4 separate regions of the Sus scrofa genome follow, and regions 2, 3 and 4 are each linked to region 1. Evidence: chromatin contacts called from public Hi-C and HiChIP or PLAC-seq data. All regions are on one chromosome and are shown on one strand. Each heading gives the region's core, a stretch centred on a gene start, on an enhancer-like site or on the middle of the called end of the contact. The rest is flanking DNA. Distances are from core to core; before and after follow the strand shown. Region 1 holds the start of LITAF (lipopolysaccharide-induced tumor necrosis factor-alpha factor). Region 2 overlaps LOC102157603. Region 3 holds the start of SOCS1 (suppressor of cytokine signaling 1). Region 4 overlaps LOC102157603.

What was found. A called contact is a pair of places that touch in the nucleus more often than the background predicts. HiChIP or PLAC-seq counts read pairs in DNA pulled down with a chosen protein or histone mark.
Region 2: a contact with region 1 is called in an H3K27ac HiChIP or PLAC-seq map of alveolar macrophages. The contact joins the enhancer-like site here to the promoter of LITAF in region 1. A contact is called at or near these places in 2 of 5 promoter capture datasets (fetal liver and liver), 22 of 47 Hi-C or Micro-C datasets (alveolar macrophages, brain, embryonic fibroblasts and 14 more) and 2 of 2 datasets of contacts at active chromatin or transcription factors (alveolar macrophages and skeletal muscle).
Region 3: a contact with region 1 is called in a Hi-C map of retroperitoneal adipose tissue, with 1.4 times the contacts expected there. The contact joins the promoter of SOCS1 here to the promoter of LITAF in region 1. A contact is called at or near these places in 1 of 5 promoter capture datasets (fetal liver) and 3 of 47 Hi-C or Micro-C datasets (embryonic fibroblasts, retroperitoneal adipose tissue and subcutaneous adipose tissue).
Region 4: an H3K27ac HiChIP or PLAC-seq map of alveolar macrophages shows a contact between it and region 1. The contact joins the enhancer-like site here to the promoter of LITAF in region 1. A contact is called at or near these places in 2 of 5 promoter capture datasets (fetal liver and liver), 22 of 47 Hi-C or Micro-C datasets (alveolar macrophages, brain, embryonic fibroblasts and 14 more) and 2 of 2 datasets of contacts at active chromatin or transcription factors (alveolar macrophages and skeletal muscle).

Annotation. Positions count from the first base shown.
Region 1 is chr3:31,480,835-31,483,991 of Sscrofa11.1, forward strand. It overlaps LITAF (lipopolysaccharide-induced tumor necrosis factor-alpha factor), which reads left to right and starts at 1,771. Exons shown (of 4, transcript XM_021086604.1): 1 at 1,771-1,790.
Region 2 is chr3:31,768,350-31,771,983 of Sscrofa11.1, forward strand. It overlaps LOC102157603, which reads left to right. Exons shown (of 53, transcript XM_021086611.1): 51 at 271-387; 52 at 552-693. Among named protein-coding and RNA genes, the nearest start is that of RMI2, 45 kb to the right of the region's middle. Within about 2 kb of position 1,437, at least 8 of the 83 cell types and tissues checked have an H3K27ac peak or open chromatin away from gene starts, as enhancers often do. A contact at or near this core is called in alveolar macrophages, fetal liver and retroperitoneal adipose tissue, where this site is marked.
Region 3 is chr3:31,880,381-31,883,817 of Sscrofa11.1, forward strand. It overlaps SOCS1 (suppressor of cytokine signaling 1), which reads left to right and starts at 1,511. Exons shown (of 1, transcript NM_001204768.1): 1 at 1,511-2,342. The coding sequence starts at 1,564. The coding sequence ends at 2,226.
Region 4 is chr3:31,742,195-31,745,558 of Sscrofa11.1, forward strand. It overlaps LOC102157603, which reads left to right. Exons shown (of 53, transcript XM_021086611.1): 33 at 2,035-2,172. Among named protein-coding and RNA genes, the nearest start is that of RMI2, 71 kb to the right of the region's middle. Within about 2 kb of position 1,752, at least 3 of the 83 cell types and tissues checked have an H3K27ac peak or open chromatin away from gene starts, as enhancers often do. A contact at or near this core is called in alveolar macrophages, where this site is marked.

The DNA of each region.
Region 1 (3,157 bases), core at 521-3,020:
AAAAAAATTTGAGGGTGGACATAGATTGCTAACTTCTTATTTTGACTAGTAAAGCCATTAAAAACCTCCCCAACCACTCTCCACCCCAGTCTTTCCTTTTGCTGTTGTCGTTGATGTTTTGTAAGTTTTTTTTTTTTTTTGGCCACACCTTGAAGCCTGCGGAAGTTCCTGGGTGGGCCAGAGATCTAACCTGCACCACGGCAGCAGTGACCCAAGCTGCTACAGTGACAATGCTGGATCCTTAAGCCCCACAAGGGACTGCCCCCCCCCACATACTGTTTCATAAAAGAAAAGAGGTTTGTAACAGCAAGAAAACCTCCAACTTGGAGTTTCCTGGTGATCTAGCAGTGGTTAAGGATCAGGCGTTGTTGCTGCTGTGGCCTGGGCTCGATCTAGGGCCTGGGAACTTCCACAGGTCGCAGGCATGGCCAGAAAAAAAAAGGCAAACACTCAAGTGGCAGCAAGGGATATGTCTATCAACGAATGAAGAGACATAGCATGTGGTCTATTATTACAGTGGAGTATCATTCAGCCTTAAAGAGGAATGTAGCCTGGCTACGTGTTACAACACAGATGAAACTTTTTTTTTCTTTTTGTCTTTTTGCCATTTCCTGGGCCGCTCCCGCGGCATATGGAGGTTCCCAGGCTAGGGGTCCAATCAGAGCTGTAGTCACCAGCCTACACCAGAGCCACAGCAACTCGGGATCCGAGCCGCATCTGCAACCTACATCACAGCTCACGGCAATGCCGGATCCTTAACCCACTGAGCAAGGCCAGGGATCGAACCCTCAACCTCATGGTTCCTAGTCGGACTCGTTAACCACTGAGCCACGATGGGAACTCCAACACAGATGAATCTTGAAAACACGCTGAGTGAGAGAAGCTGGTCCCCAGAGACCGCAGATTGTACGATTCCATTTACACGAAACATTCGGAATAGGCAAATTCATCAAGAGGGACATTAGTTCGTGGTTGCCAGGGCTGGGATGAATTGGGGGAAAACAGCAGTGGGGGGCCATTGCGAGGGGGTCTGGGCTTTGAGGCAGGGTGATGATAGTGTTGTAGAATGGATTGTGGCGATAGTTGCACTGTTCTAGAAATATACGAAAAGCCGTGGGATTGTACACTGGGAATTGTGTGTGACGTCTCTCTTGGCTGCTCCTCTTTCCAGCCCTGTGCCAGCTCAGCTCCCTGGGCAGCCCTGAGCACAGGGGTCCGCCCCCCCCAATTTCCCACCTGGAGGATGCAGGTGTTGAATCAGGTACATTCTGAGGCTACATCCAGCGCCAAGAGCTTATGATTTTGTTTTGACAGATGGTTACGTTTTCACCAGAGCCACCTGCCCACAGAGACCTGGGATAATAGAGGCCAAAGGTGGCCCATCAGCTCAGAAACCTGTAATTCCGCACATGCCCAACCATCCACAGGGACCGGAAGGAGCCGAGCAGACGCCAGCGGAAACCCACAGATGTTTGCAATTGACAACAGACCCATCAGCAGATGTCCTTAAAGAATTTGCCGGCACCTGCTGCCTGTTTACCAATGCTCCCTCCGTGAAGTTCACCTTCAGCTCACGGTGACCACCGCCACCGCCGCCGCCACTGGGGCCCCAAGTCGGGGATGCCTAGCTCGGGTGGCCCCTTGCTCTAGCCCCCAAGGACAGTCACTTGACCTCTCTGAGCCAGAGATGCTGCATGTGTGAAGGAGAAGTGGTAACGCTCACCTCCTAGGATGGCGGTGACGATTCGAAATGAAAACGTCTAGGGCCCTTGGCGTGGGGTCAGCTCCAGGTAGGTGCCCGGTCAGTGGCAGCTGTTGTGATTCCTCACCTCTTAGCCTCCGTTTCCCCAGCTGGGTTTGGACAGGGCTTATCTAGATCAGTGGTTCTCAGTTGGGGGTGATTTTACCCCCCAGCTGTGGGGCAAGGGAAGCTGCTGGCATCAGGTGGCGTCGGAGATGCTGCCAACGTCCGACAGGGTGCAGGACAGCCACGCACAGCGGGGGATTGTCCAGCCCCAAATGTCCACATGATCTGTATTAAGAAACCCTGGACTAAGTTCATCTCTGCGTTTCCCTCGCAGTAGAGGAAGTTTGGGTTGGGTCTGTGTTGCCTTGTGCTGGGAGGGGTCTGGAGCATCCAGGCTTTCAACCCGGACGTGGCCCCGTAGACTGGACCTCGGGCCTGGGACACTTCCTCCCAGGAGGCAAAGAGGCCCCTCAGCCTCAAAGCCTCATGTGGGGACCTTGTTCCTGTTTCAGGCCCAACGTGTGCATGTTTGTCTGGCTTAAGTGTGTGCATGTGTCACGGGGCGCTTGGCCAGCCTCACTGCTGTATTGTCCCCTGTGGGGAGGGGACAGGGTCCTGTGTTCAGTGACACAGGAGGGGTGCATGGATCAACTGCTGGGAGAGACCCGCTGGCCGTGGGGGACCGGATAGAGCTATTAGTATGTGGTGTATTGTCTGTTTCCCGCCCCCGCCTCATACGTCAGTCAACTACCAATGACTGTATGATGGTTGCACAGCTCTGAATGTACTAAAAATCATTGAAATGTACACTTTAAATGAGTTGATTGTAGGGTGTGTGAATTATATCTCAATGCATCTGTTAGAAAAAAAAAAAAGTGGATTCCAAGGTGCTTAGCTGAGCCAGGTTGTATTCAGGGTATTTCCTTAAAAGCCACACGTTTGGCCTCCAGGGGGCTGTGTTCGGCTGGTGAGACTTCGACATTTTTCCTTCTGTGCTGCTTGCAGTTACCTAGATTCCTTCATCTGCCTGTCTCCCATCCGGCGCCAAGATATCACGTGATCTCCATATGCTGCCTCAAGTTGCCAGGGTGCCTCGGCTGTGTCCCCATCCGCCTCCAGGCCATCCATTCCTCAGAATCAGTCTCTCACTCCAGCTGCGGTTACTCTTGCGAAGAGCCTCCGGGGGGAGTGTCCATTGTGGCTCAGTGGATTAAGAACCTAACTGGTATCCATCAGGGTGCGGGTTTGATCCCTGTCCTCGCTTAGTGGGTTAAGAATCCAGCATTGCCTGAGGCAAGCTGTGTAAGTCACAGACATGGCTCGGATCCCATGTTGCTGTGGCTGTGGTGTAGACCACCAGCTGTAGTTCTGATTCAACTCCTAGCCTGGGAACCTCCATATGCCGTGGGT
Region 2 (3,634 bases), core at 187-2,686, 290 kb after region 1:
TGGGCTGGGCGTCATCACTGGGACGTGGTGGCCATGGGTGGGGAAGGAACCAGGTGGGATCCAGATGCGCCCTGGAGAGGGAAGCGTCCGGCGACTTGGCCATGGACCTAAGCAGGGTGTGGTGGGCCCCCCTCACCAAGGCTCTTGGGCCTGCCGGCTCTGGGGTGGCCCAGGGGGTGGCGGTCCCCTCCTGAGGCCACTGCACCCAGCGGAGCCGCCCAGGAGAAGAGGTCCAGGCAGGAGGCCAGAGTCTTAGGTTCGTCCCCCCAGGTGAGTGGTGACTGCGAGGCTGTGGAGAAGACACGACCCGCATGCCCAGGACAGAGCCCCGCCTGCCAGGCCCTCTTCCAGGACCCCCGCTCCAGCCTGAGGAGCTGCTTCGGGGTGGTGAGTGTGCGGCTGCAGAGGCCACTCAAGCAGATGGGCTGAGGGACAAAGGTGGCCCTGGCCCCGATCTAGCCCCCCGCCCCCGCCTCTTCTAAGCTACTCCCCAGGGTGCGGGGGGGGGAGGAGGGGGGGCAGGGTCACTGATCGCGGGTGCTGGATTGCAGGTGGACCCCGCGCCCTTCCTTAGCCTGTGCATCCAGGACCCCTGTGGCACCCAGGAGCACCCACCTGCCTGCAACCTGGCAGCCGCCTACATCCACCTGTGTGCCCGGGGCTCCGTGCCCCTGGACCCTCCTCCACAGTGCGGTAAGCTGCCGCGGCCACTCGCGCTCCAACCCTGCCTGGTTGACTTCTGCCTTCCATCCCAGAGAGAAAAACCAGGTTCTTTCTCATAGCTCCTGCCAAGGAGTCAGGCACTTAGCTGTCGTACAGTGAGCCAATCATCAAAGCAAAGTTATATGCAAAGGGGTGCTTATTGAGAAAGACAAAAAGGGCTCGTAGCTCCCGCCTCCATGCCAACTCCAGTGAGCCTGTGACCTCTGGCACAGGAGACAATCTCCGGGAGGTCAGGCAGCTGTAAAGTCAGCTCCTAAAAACATAGAACCACAGGAGTTCCCGTCGTGGCTCAGCAGAAACGAATTGGACTAGCATCCATGAGGTCCCCGGGCCTCGCTCAGTGGGTTACGGATCTGGCATTGCCACAAGCTGCAGTGTAGGTTGCAGACGCGGCTCGGATCTGGTGTGGCTGTGGCTGTGGTGTAGGCCGGTGGCTACAGTTCTGATTCGACCCCCAGTCTAGGAACCTCCATATGCCGCAGGTGCAGCCCTAAAAAGACATAAACTTAGAACCACAGACTTGCCATTAGGGGGGTTGAATGTCCACTCCCTACAGTGTCTGGGGACCTCCAGGCAGCCCTGCAGCCGGTGCCGTGCATGATTCCTGTAGCTCAAGCCCCGCTCCCCAGACCCGGAAGTTAGAGACTACAGCAAACAGCAGCCCTGTAAACAGAGCACTTACTCATGACATTCGTAGAAAAACAGGAAGCGGGGGGAGGTTACTGGAAGATCTAGAGTGACAGGGAGAGAGGTCTCTACATTACAGGAAGGATGATTAGGCTCAACAAGGAAAAGGGGGAAGTGATAGTCCAGGAGCAGGGTGGTGGTCAGGGGATAGAAAATTCCTAAGGGGGAGTTCCTGCTGTGTCACAGTGGAAACGAATCTGACTGGTATCCATGAGGATGCGGGTTCGATCCCTGGCCTCGCTCAGTGGGTTGGGGATCCAGTGTTGCCAAGAGCTGTAGTGCAGATGACAGACACAACTTGCCTCCTGCGTTGCCATGGCTGTGGTGTAGGCTGGCAGCTACAGCTCCTGTTTGACCCTTAGCCTAGGAACTTCTATGAGCTGTGGGTGGGTGCGGCCCTAAAAAGCCAAAAAAAAAATCCTAAGGGGTAACATCAGGCGTGGGCAAGATTCCGGCTCACCTGACCTAACGAGATTCTCGCTGAAGGCAGGCCCGGGTGGTCCCTGGGTGAGGACCCCTAGTCAGATGTTGAGGTGATCAGCTGTGGGGGGTCCTGCTAGAGCTGGATGACACAGAGATGACGGGAGACCGAAAGTCAGGGCTTGCTTGAGAAGAGTTGTAAGGAGCCCAAATAGAGTTTGATCAAGGAGAAAAATCTTTCTCCAAGACTTCAGATGCTAGAATTAGACATTATTAAAGACAAGCACCATTCCAAAACTAAGTTTTAGAAATGAAAAAATAGGAGTTCCCACTGCAGCGTAGGTCACAACTGCACCTCAGCACCGATCCCTGGGCCAGGCACTCCATAATCCGTGCGTGGGGTGGCCAAAAAAAGGGGAAAAAAAAGAAAAACGAAGAAAAGTATTCACTGAAATTTAAACCTTAATAGCAGAAGAGAAAATTAATTGGAAACCATGAAGGAATTTCAAAAACAAAATGAGGATTTGAGAGATGTGACTCCTCAGATTGAAGAAGTACAACGCGCCCCAAATGCTGTTAATAAACCCTTTCCAAGACCCATCAGAGTGACTGCAGGAGTTCCTGCCGTGGCTCAGTGGAAACAAATCTGACTAGCATCCGTGAGGATGCAGGTTCAATCCCTGGCTTTGTTCAGTGGGTTAAGGATCTAGCATTGCCATGAGTTGCGGTGTAGGTTGCAGATTCGGATCTGGCGTTGCTGTGAGCTGTGGTGTAGGATGGCGACTACAGCTCTGATGGGACTCCTAGCCTGGGAACTTCCCTATGCTACGGGTGCGGCCCTTTAAAAAAAAAGAAAAGAAAAAGACACAAACAGAGTGACTGCAGCAAAACCAAAACAAAGGTCTTCAGAGCCATCAGAGAGGATGAAGAAGAGGTGATCTTTCAAGACCCAACCTCCTACCAGCAACGACCGAAGACGGGGCCTGAAGCTTTACAGCATGAAGAGAGAATAATCGTCGGTTTAGAGTTTATGCCCAGTTCAGCTATTATTTAAGATTAAAGATGAAACACCTTCAGCACTGAGCTGCCTGACAGTGTCTTTGGGAAGCTGTCCTTAGTGATACAGGGACACAGCCAGGCACATTCATTCACGAGCTGTTGGTGGCTGCTTTTGTGCTACAGTGCGGCGTTTTGTGACCAAGGCTAGCCAGCCGCCAAGCCTAAAATGTGTACTCTCTGGCCCTTTACAGAAAAAGTGGTCCCTGGTGTAAACCAACGAACGCAGACAGAAGACTTCAACGGGAAATGAATGAATTAGCAAGATGAGAATAGAGTGAATCAGGAGAAAAGAAAGAGACAAACAGTAACTGGGAGTGAATAAGGAGTGAAAACTACTCAAAAAGTCACTTCACTTTGCTGATAAATTTCAAGACATAGGTTCAAGTATTTCCCAGAAAAATACGACCTGCCCAAATGGATTGGGGAAAGAAACAGTAAACCTAAAAGCAACTCACAGCGATTAAATCAGCTGAATCTACAGGCTGAAAGGTACCTCTGCAAATAAGCGGCAGGTCTTAGTGAAAAGTTATTAGATGTGATGCCAAAAGCCTGATTCATAAAAGAAAATCAAGAAATGGGCCTTCATCAAAATTGTTTGCTGTTCCCTGTTGAAAAGATGGAAAGACAAATACAGCCTGAGAGAGAGTTTTTGCAAACCACCTACCTGACAAAGGGCTTGTATCTAAAACAAAGAACTCTTAACAGTCAAAAACCAATCTAAATAGTAAGTGGGGAAAACACATGG
Region 3 (3,437 bases), core at 261-2,760, 400 kb after region 1:
TCCTCTCCCCGAAATAAAAGCAAGGAGGGCGTGCCTCCTTCGGAGCTCCCCCTCCACCAGTCACTGAGCCTCAGTTTCTCCGGCTGCGGCGTAGTAGAGCGCCGGCCAAGGCCACCGGCAACCGACCTTGCCCGGCCCCGCCCGGTTTCCGAGGAACTGTGTGAGCAGCGAAGGCGCCCCTCCCGCGCCGCCGAAGGGTTCCTCCGAAGCCTGTGGTCAGATCGTCGCTTCCTGGGAAGCCCAAGCCAAAACTGGGGACAGCAACAGGCAGGGAGGGGCGCAGAAGCAGCCATCTAGAGGCTCCGGCACTACGGGGCAGAGCAATGGCGAAAGCAGTCCGGAGGGGTCCCAAACGAGACCCCAAGGGCGGGTGGAGGTGTCTGGCTCCAGAGTAGAGGACCCAGATCTAGCCAAGGTGGGTGATGAGACACCTGATGGGGCAGAAGAATGTGCTAGGGTCAGTCCAAAGTATCCTTAAGGGGTTGGCTGCAGAAATCTGCGACCGAGAGCAGTGGCGGGGGCGGGGGAAGCTGGGCCACTAGGTCCGAAGGGGCGTCTGAGAACTGCCCAGGGAGCTCAGGGATGGGGCTGGAGACCTGAATAGAGGGGTCCTAGGACAGGTGCGAGGCTAGATCAGGACAGGGGGCCTCCCGGGGAAAGGTTCCCGGATTTGTGGCAAAGGTCGAGCGAGCCTGGCCTCCGAGGCGCGCACAAAAAGAAACCGAAAGTGGCGCGGAAGGGCGGGCCTGTAGTGGGGGGGGGGGTGTAGCCGTAGGGGGCGGGGCCTTCACTGACCACACCTCCAAGCCAGTTTAAAAGACTGGTGCAGGGGCGGGCGCGGAGCAGAGCGAGCTGCGGCCGTGGCAGCTGCACGGCTCCCGGCCCCGGAGCATGCACGAGAGCCGCCCCGGAGACCCCCGCCGCCCCGCCCGCGGCGCCCCGCGCCCCGCCGCCAGGTGAGCCCGGCACTGGGCAAGAAAGCGGGAGGGAAAGGGGAGGACGGCACAGGACAGCCAGGTTGCCAGGGCGGCCTCGGGCGCTGCGTGGTGGGGTCGCGGCCGCCACGCCCCTAGCCCCGGCTGGCTCCACCCTGGCAGACCCCCGCGCTTGGGGGTTCCCGCAACGCAGCTTTTCTGCCTTTGCGCAAATCTCGGAGTCGAGGCGCCAATCCCCGGCCTGGCCAGCAGGCGGCGGCCGTAGGGCGGCGAATGGGGAGCCGAGTGGCCGGAGTTGGGGCTGGTTTCTCCAAAGCACCTCTCTCCACGCCCCCCTCTCTTAACCAAACTTTGAGCGACTCCGAGCCCCACCGAGCTCCCAGCCGCGTGGAAGTACTCTGCGGACGGGGAAGCCCATTTTCTAGATGAGACCACTGAGGCTCAAAGGGCCGCCCCGACCTGGTCTTGCGCCCTCGACCCATTAGAAACGGATCCCCACCCCTCCTAAGTTGCCTCGCGGGTTCTCACCTGCCCAGCCCCACCCAGACTCCCCGCTCACTGACTGTCTCCCCCATCAGCGCACCCCCGGACGCTATGGCCCACCCCTCCGGCCGACCCCGCGTGTAGGATGGTAGCACACAACCAGGTGGCAGCCGACAATGCAATCTCCACGGCAGCAGAGCCCCGACGGCGGCCAGAGCATTCCTCCTCCTCCTCCTCCTCTTCATCTTCATCCTCCTCCTCCTCCTCACCCGGGGTCCCGGCGCGCCCGCGGCCCTGCCCGGCGGCCCCGGCTCCAGCCCCGGGCGACACGCACTTCCGCACGTTCCGCTCGCACGCCGACTACCGGCGCATCACCCGCGCCAGCGCGCTCCTCGACGCCTGCGGCTTCTACTGGGGGCCTCTGAGCGTGCACGGGGCGCACGAGCGGCTGCGCGCCGAGCCCGTGGGCACCTTCCTGGTGCGCGACAGCCGCCAGCGGAACTGCTTCTTCGCCCTCAGTGTGAAGATGGCTTCGGGCCCCACAAGCATCCGCGTGCACTTCCAGGCCGGCCGCTTCCACCTGGACGGCAGCCGCGAGAGCTTCGACTGCCTCTTCGAGCTGCTGGAGCACTACGTGGCGGCGCCGCGCCGCATGCTGGGGGCCCCGCTGCGCCAGCGCCGCGTGCGGCCGCTGCAGGAGCTGTGCCGCCAGCGCATTGTGGCTACCGTGGGCCGCGAGAACCTGGCGCGCATCCCCCTCAACCCCGTCCTCCGCGATTACTTGAGCTCCTTCCCCTTCCAGATATGATCGGCCGCGCCCGCCCTGCACGGAGCATTAACTGGGGCGCCTTATTATTTTCTATTATTAATTATTATTTCCTTGGAACCATGTGGGTTGGAGGGAGCGAGTGTGGGGGCGAGGCGCCTCCCGCCCTCGGCTGGAGACCCCTCCCGTAGACCCCTCCCCACCTCTTGTGGGGGTGCCCCCTCTTGGTGCTCCCTCTGGGTCCCCCTGGTTGTCCCCCTGGTAGTAGCTTAACTTAACTATCTGGGGCCAGGACCTGAACTCAGTACCTCCTACCTCTTCATGTTTACATATACCCAGTATCTTTGCACAAACCAGGGGTTGGGGGAGGGTCTCTGGCTTTATTTTTCTGCTGTGCAGAATCCTATTTTATATTTTTTACCACCAGTTTAGGTAATAAACTTTATTATGAAAGTTTTTTTTTTTTTTAAGAAAAAAGGTTTCTAGAGCGTGTGCTTTGGTCAAAGGTTTTCCATGATTCTGAGCGGGTCCCCGGGGTCCTAAGACTGACCTGTTCAGCTTGGCCAAAGGCCGTGTGGGGCCCAAGTTCTGGCTGGGAGCCCTGCATGGCTCTACCCACAGTGCTCAAGGGGAGAGGAACAGTTTGTCTAGTTTTGGTCTTGTCTCTGGTAACATGGCAGCTCGAGTTTGAGCACTTAATGTGTGCCAAGCCCTATTCTGTGCTTCACATGCTTAAATTGACTTAATCTATAAAGACAACCCTATGAAGCAAGGCTCTAATCCCCATCTTACAGAAGAGAACACTGAGGCATTTTAAATTTGCCTGTGGTCATCCCTATGGCCTTTTTTGGCTGTCCTCCCAGAAATCTGAAATGGATGACAGAGAGGAAACTTCTTTCATTCTATGACCACAACTTCTTCCAGGAAGAGGGTGGGGGTGGGGGCTCGATGAGTTTTTGGAAGGAGTGGCACATTCTGAAACTCAGTATCTAGGGAGACATAGTTTAAATGGGATGGGGATTCAGTGCTGGGTCTGACTTCCTTCTTCCCGCTCTCTTCTAACTCATGTACTTTTTGGTGAACACACAACTTGGAGCCAGAAAGACGCTTTGTGGTCTGTGGTGGAAGGAGGGCCCTTTTGGCGGCTTTGGGCAATTCCCTTTGCCTCTCGGGGCCTCAGTGACTACCTCTAAAATGGGCTGGCTGGAAGAGGTGCTTTGCTGTAACCCTCAGCAGCAGGCACTGATGCGTAG
Region 4 (3,364 bases), core at 502-3,001, 260 kb after region 1:
CTCTGGGCTGCCACTGTTTATTTCTGTCTGCCCCTCTTCCCCCAATCAGGGTGTCCTGGAGGGTGTACCCAGGACCTGGCACAGGGCCCAGCACCTCATAGATGCTCCGTGAAGGAGAATGAATGAACAAACGGGCAGCCAACAAGTGAGCGATCACACTCCCCCATGGGTCGCTTCCTAACCCCACTCGCCGCCCCCTCCCTGGCCTGGCGCAGGCTGCCATTGTTTATAGGGCACCTATTGTGTGCCAGGCCTGTCCCCGCTCACGCATGTACAATCTCTGTGCTCCCCACATTCACGGCACCCACCATTCAGGGCACCATTTCGTTTTCCCCCGTTTTTATTTTGAATAATTTCCAACCTATAGGAAAGTTCCTGTAGGACGGTGGACATTCGTAAATCGGATTCCCTCCACCGGTTTTATCGTGATGTTTTATCCCACTGCTGCACCACAGTGGGAACTCCCAGGATCTGGTCTCTTAACTTTCAAATATACCAGACAGCAGGCTTGGCTGCAGTCATCCTGTTATCCATACATCCCGGGTATTTCTCTTATAGCACCGATTGGTAATATCTTGCCACATCTTTCCGCTTATACTTACATATGCTTATACATTTGTGTATTCGTACCCATTTTTTTTTCTGTATTGTCATGAGTTGATCCTGAGATGTTTTCGGAGATAGCATACCTCTTTATTCCTGTAACAAGGCTATTTTCTTGTGTGACCCAATAGAATTACAAAATTCAGGAAACTTAACGGGTGACATTATCAGACATATAGTTTGTAAAACATTTCCCAGTTGCCACAAGAATTCTTCTTGTGCAATAATGCCCTTTCCAGCTGTTTTGTAAGAACTGTTTTAGCCTTTACACCCAATTCCGGCTCTCTTGCAACTGTTCATCTCACCCCTGCAACGAAAAAGCAGCCACAGACAGTATTTAAATAAATGGGCCTGACTGTGTTCCAGTAACACTTTATTTGCAAGATCAGGAGGAGGGACAACTTTGGCCAGAAAGGCTGACTCCAGGAGTTCCTGTCGTGGCGCAGCGGTTAACAAATCCAACTAGGAACCATGAGGTTGCAGGTTCGATCCCTGGCCTTGCTCAGTGGGTTAAGAATCGGGCATTGCCGTGAGCTGTGGTGTAGGCCGCAGATGCGGCTCGGATTCTGCATGGCTGTGGCTGTGGTGTAGGCCAGCGGCTACAGCTCTGATTTGACTCCTGGCCTGGGAACCTCCATATGCCGCAGGTGCTGCTCTAAAAGGACAAAAAGACAACAAAACAAAACACTAGCGACTTGCCAGTGTCCAGGCAATTTTTTTTAATCACACATCTGAATTTGTCAGATTGTTTGTCTAAGACGTAATTCAAGGTGGACATTTTTCACAGGGGCATCGCAAAGTTAATGGGGCATCTGCAGAGCTTTTAAAAACACCAGTTCTAGGCCCTGTTCCAAGAGGTTCCATTTTTAAAGGTCTTAGGGTGGGGCCTAGAATCTGTATTTTTAGCAAGTGCCCTAAGTGATTTCCGCTATCCGGCCAACGTGGAAGTTAGCACATTATTTCATATAATTTTCATATCAACCCATTAATAAAGCAGGTATCCTTATCGCCATTTATCAGGTTGGAAAGGGAGGCTCGTGTAGGTAAAGAACTAGCCGGAGGTTCTTCACCCATACCTGGAAGAGCCATGTTGGATGCCATGCCCGATGCCTGTGTGTGGTCCTGGGCATTTGCCCGTCCTGCTGTCTACAGTGATCGTACAGCTAGAATTCTTGCCTGCCCGCCCAGGCCACTGGCTCTTTTCAAGTCAGTGTCATAGCGTGAAGGGCACTGGGAGATTGTTGTCATGGTCACACCTGGTCGTTGAAATGGAGATTCAGGACCCTCACATCAGCCTTTATCCCACCCAGGGAGCTGTGAGTTTGGGGGGGGCCTGGGGCTTTGGGAAGCAGAGCTTACGTAGAGCATGGAGCCAGCGTCTTCCTGAGTGTTACACCTGCAAAGATCTGACCTGCTTTTCTTCCAACCCAGCTGCGATACTCGGAGGGTGGAGCCGAGAGCACGTTTGTCTTGAGGATGGAGGAGCATCATTTCCACGTCGGCACCAGGCTCGTAGCTGCCAAGAACAGTCTTGCCAACATCATCAAGCTGGAACAGACCTTCCCCCAGGTGTGTGGAGGGGGCCAGGGCCAGGGCAGAGGGGGTGGTTCCTGGGGCAGCTCTTTGAAATAAGAGAGATTCCGGGAAGGATCCGGTGCAGGCAGGGCTGTGATGTCAGTTTCCATTTTTTGAGCATCTTCTAGGTACCAAGCCGGGAACTATTCCAGAAGCTGAGAATATTGCCTGGAACAGGCCTGATGGGTCCTTCCTCAAGTGTAGAGTATAGTGGGGAGACTGACCAAAAAATAAGAAGGAAAAAGGCCAGATGATGATATAGCCTATAGAAAAAACAGAATAGGGGATGCGAGTAGGAATTACGGAGAACTATGCAGGTGTCCAGGATAGGCCCCACTAAGGGGGAGACATTTGAACTACCCCCAATGACAGGCAAGGAAGTATCAGCCATTGGCAAGCTGGCGAAAGGGCATTCCAGGCAGAGAGAACAAGATGTGCAAAGGGCCTGGGGCAGGAATGAATTGGGTATGTTGAAGGAATGGCCACTGGGCTGGAGCACAGTGGGTAAGGGGGAGACAGTGAGCAGGAGGGGGTCCAGGCATGCAGAGCCTGTCAGGCCACAGGGAGGAGTTTGGATTTTAGTCTCTTTGAACCTGGAGGTCTTTTGAGGACGTGATCCAAATGATGCTTTTGGATTCCCTGAGCTGCTGTGTTGGGAGGGACCAGCAGGGGGCAGCAGAGACGCCAGTGAGCTGGGCGAGAATGATGGTGTCATGGACCAAGGTGGGGCGGTAGCAATGAGTTTTAGAGACATTTAAGAGCATGGGAGTTCCCTGGTAGCCTAGAGGTTAAGGATCCAGCATTGTCACTGCTGTGGCGTGGGTTCAATACCGTGCCCAGGAATTTCCGCATGCTGTGGGCACAGCCAAAAAAAAAGAGAGAGAGAGTAAACTATGCTCCTACCCACAAAAGTCCCCTACAGTGCCCTTGAGCCACCCTCCACCTGTGGCACCCACCAGCAGGGAGAGTGCCCCTTGCTGAGCCTTTGCACAGACTGTTCCTTCTGCTTAGAATGCCCTTCCTTGCTTTGTTCATCACCTACTTTCTCTGTGTTCCTTTGTTCCTTGCATATCTTTCATGGCCATTCTTGTCACCTTGTCCTACCATTTTCTGTTTCTGTGACCCTCTCTCCATCAACCTGGAGCCCCCGAAGGGCCAGGACTAGTATTGGTTATCATTGGACCCC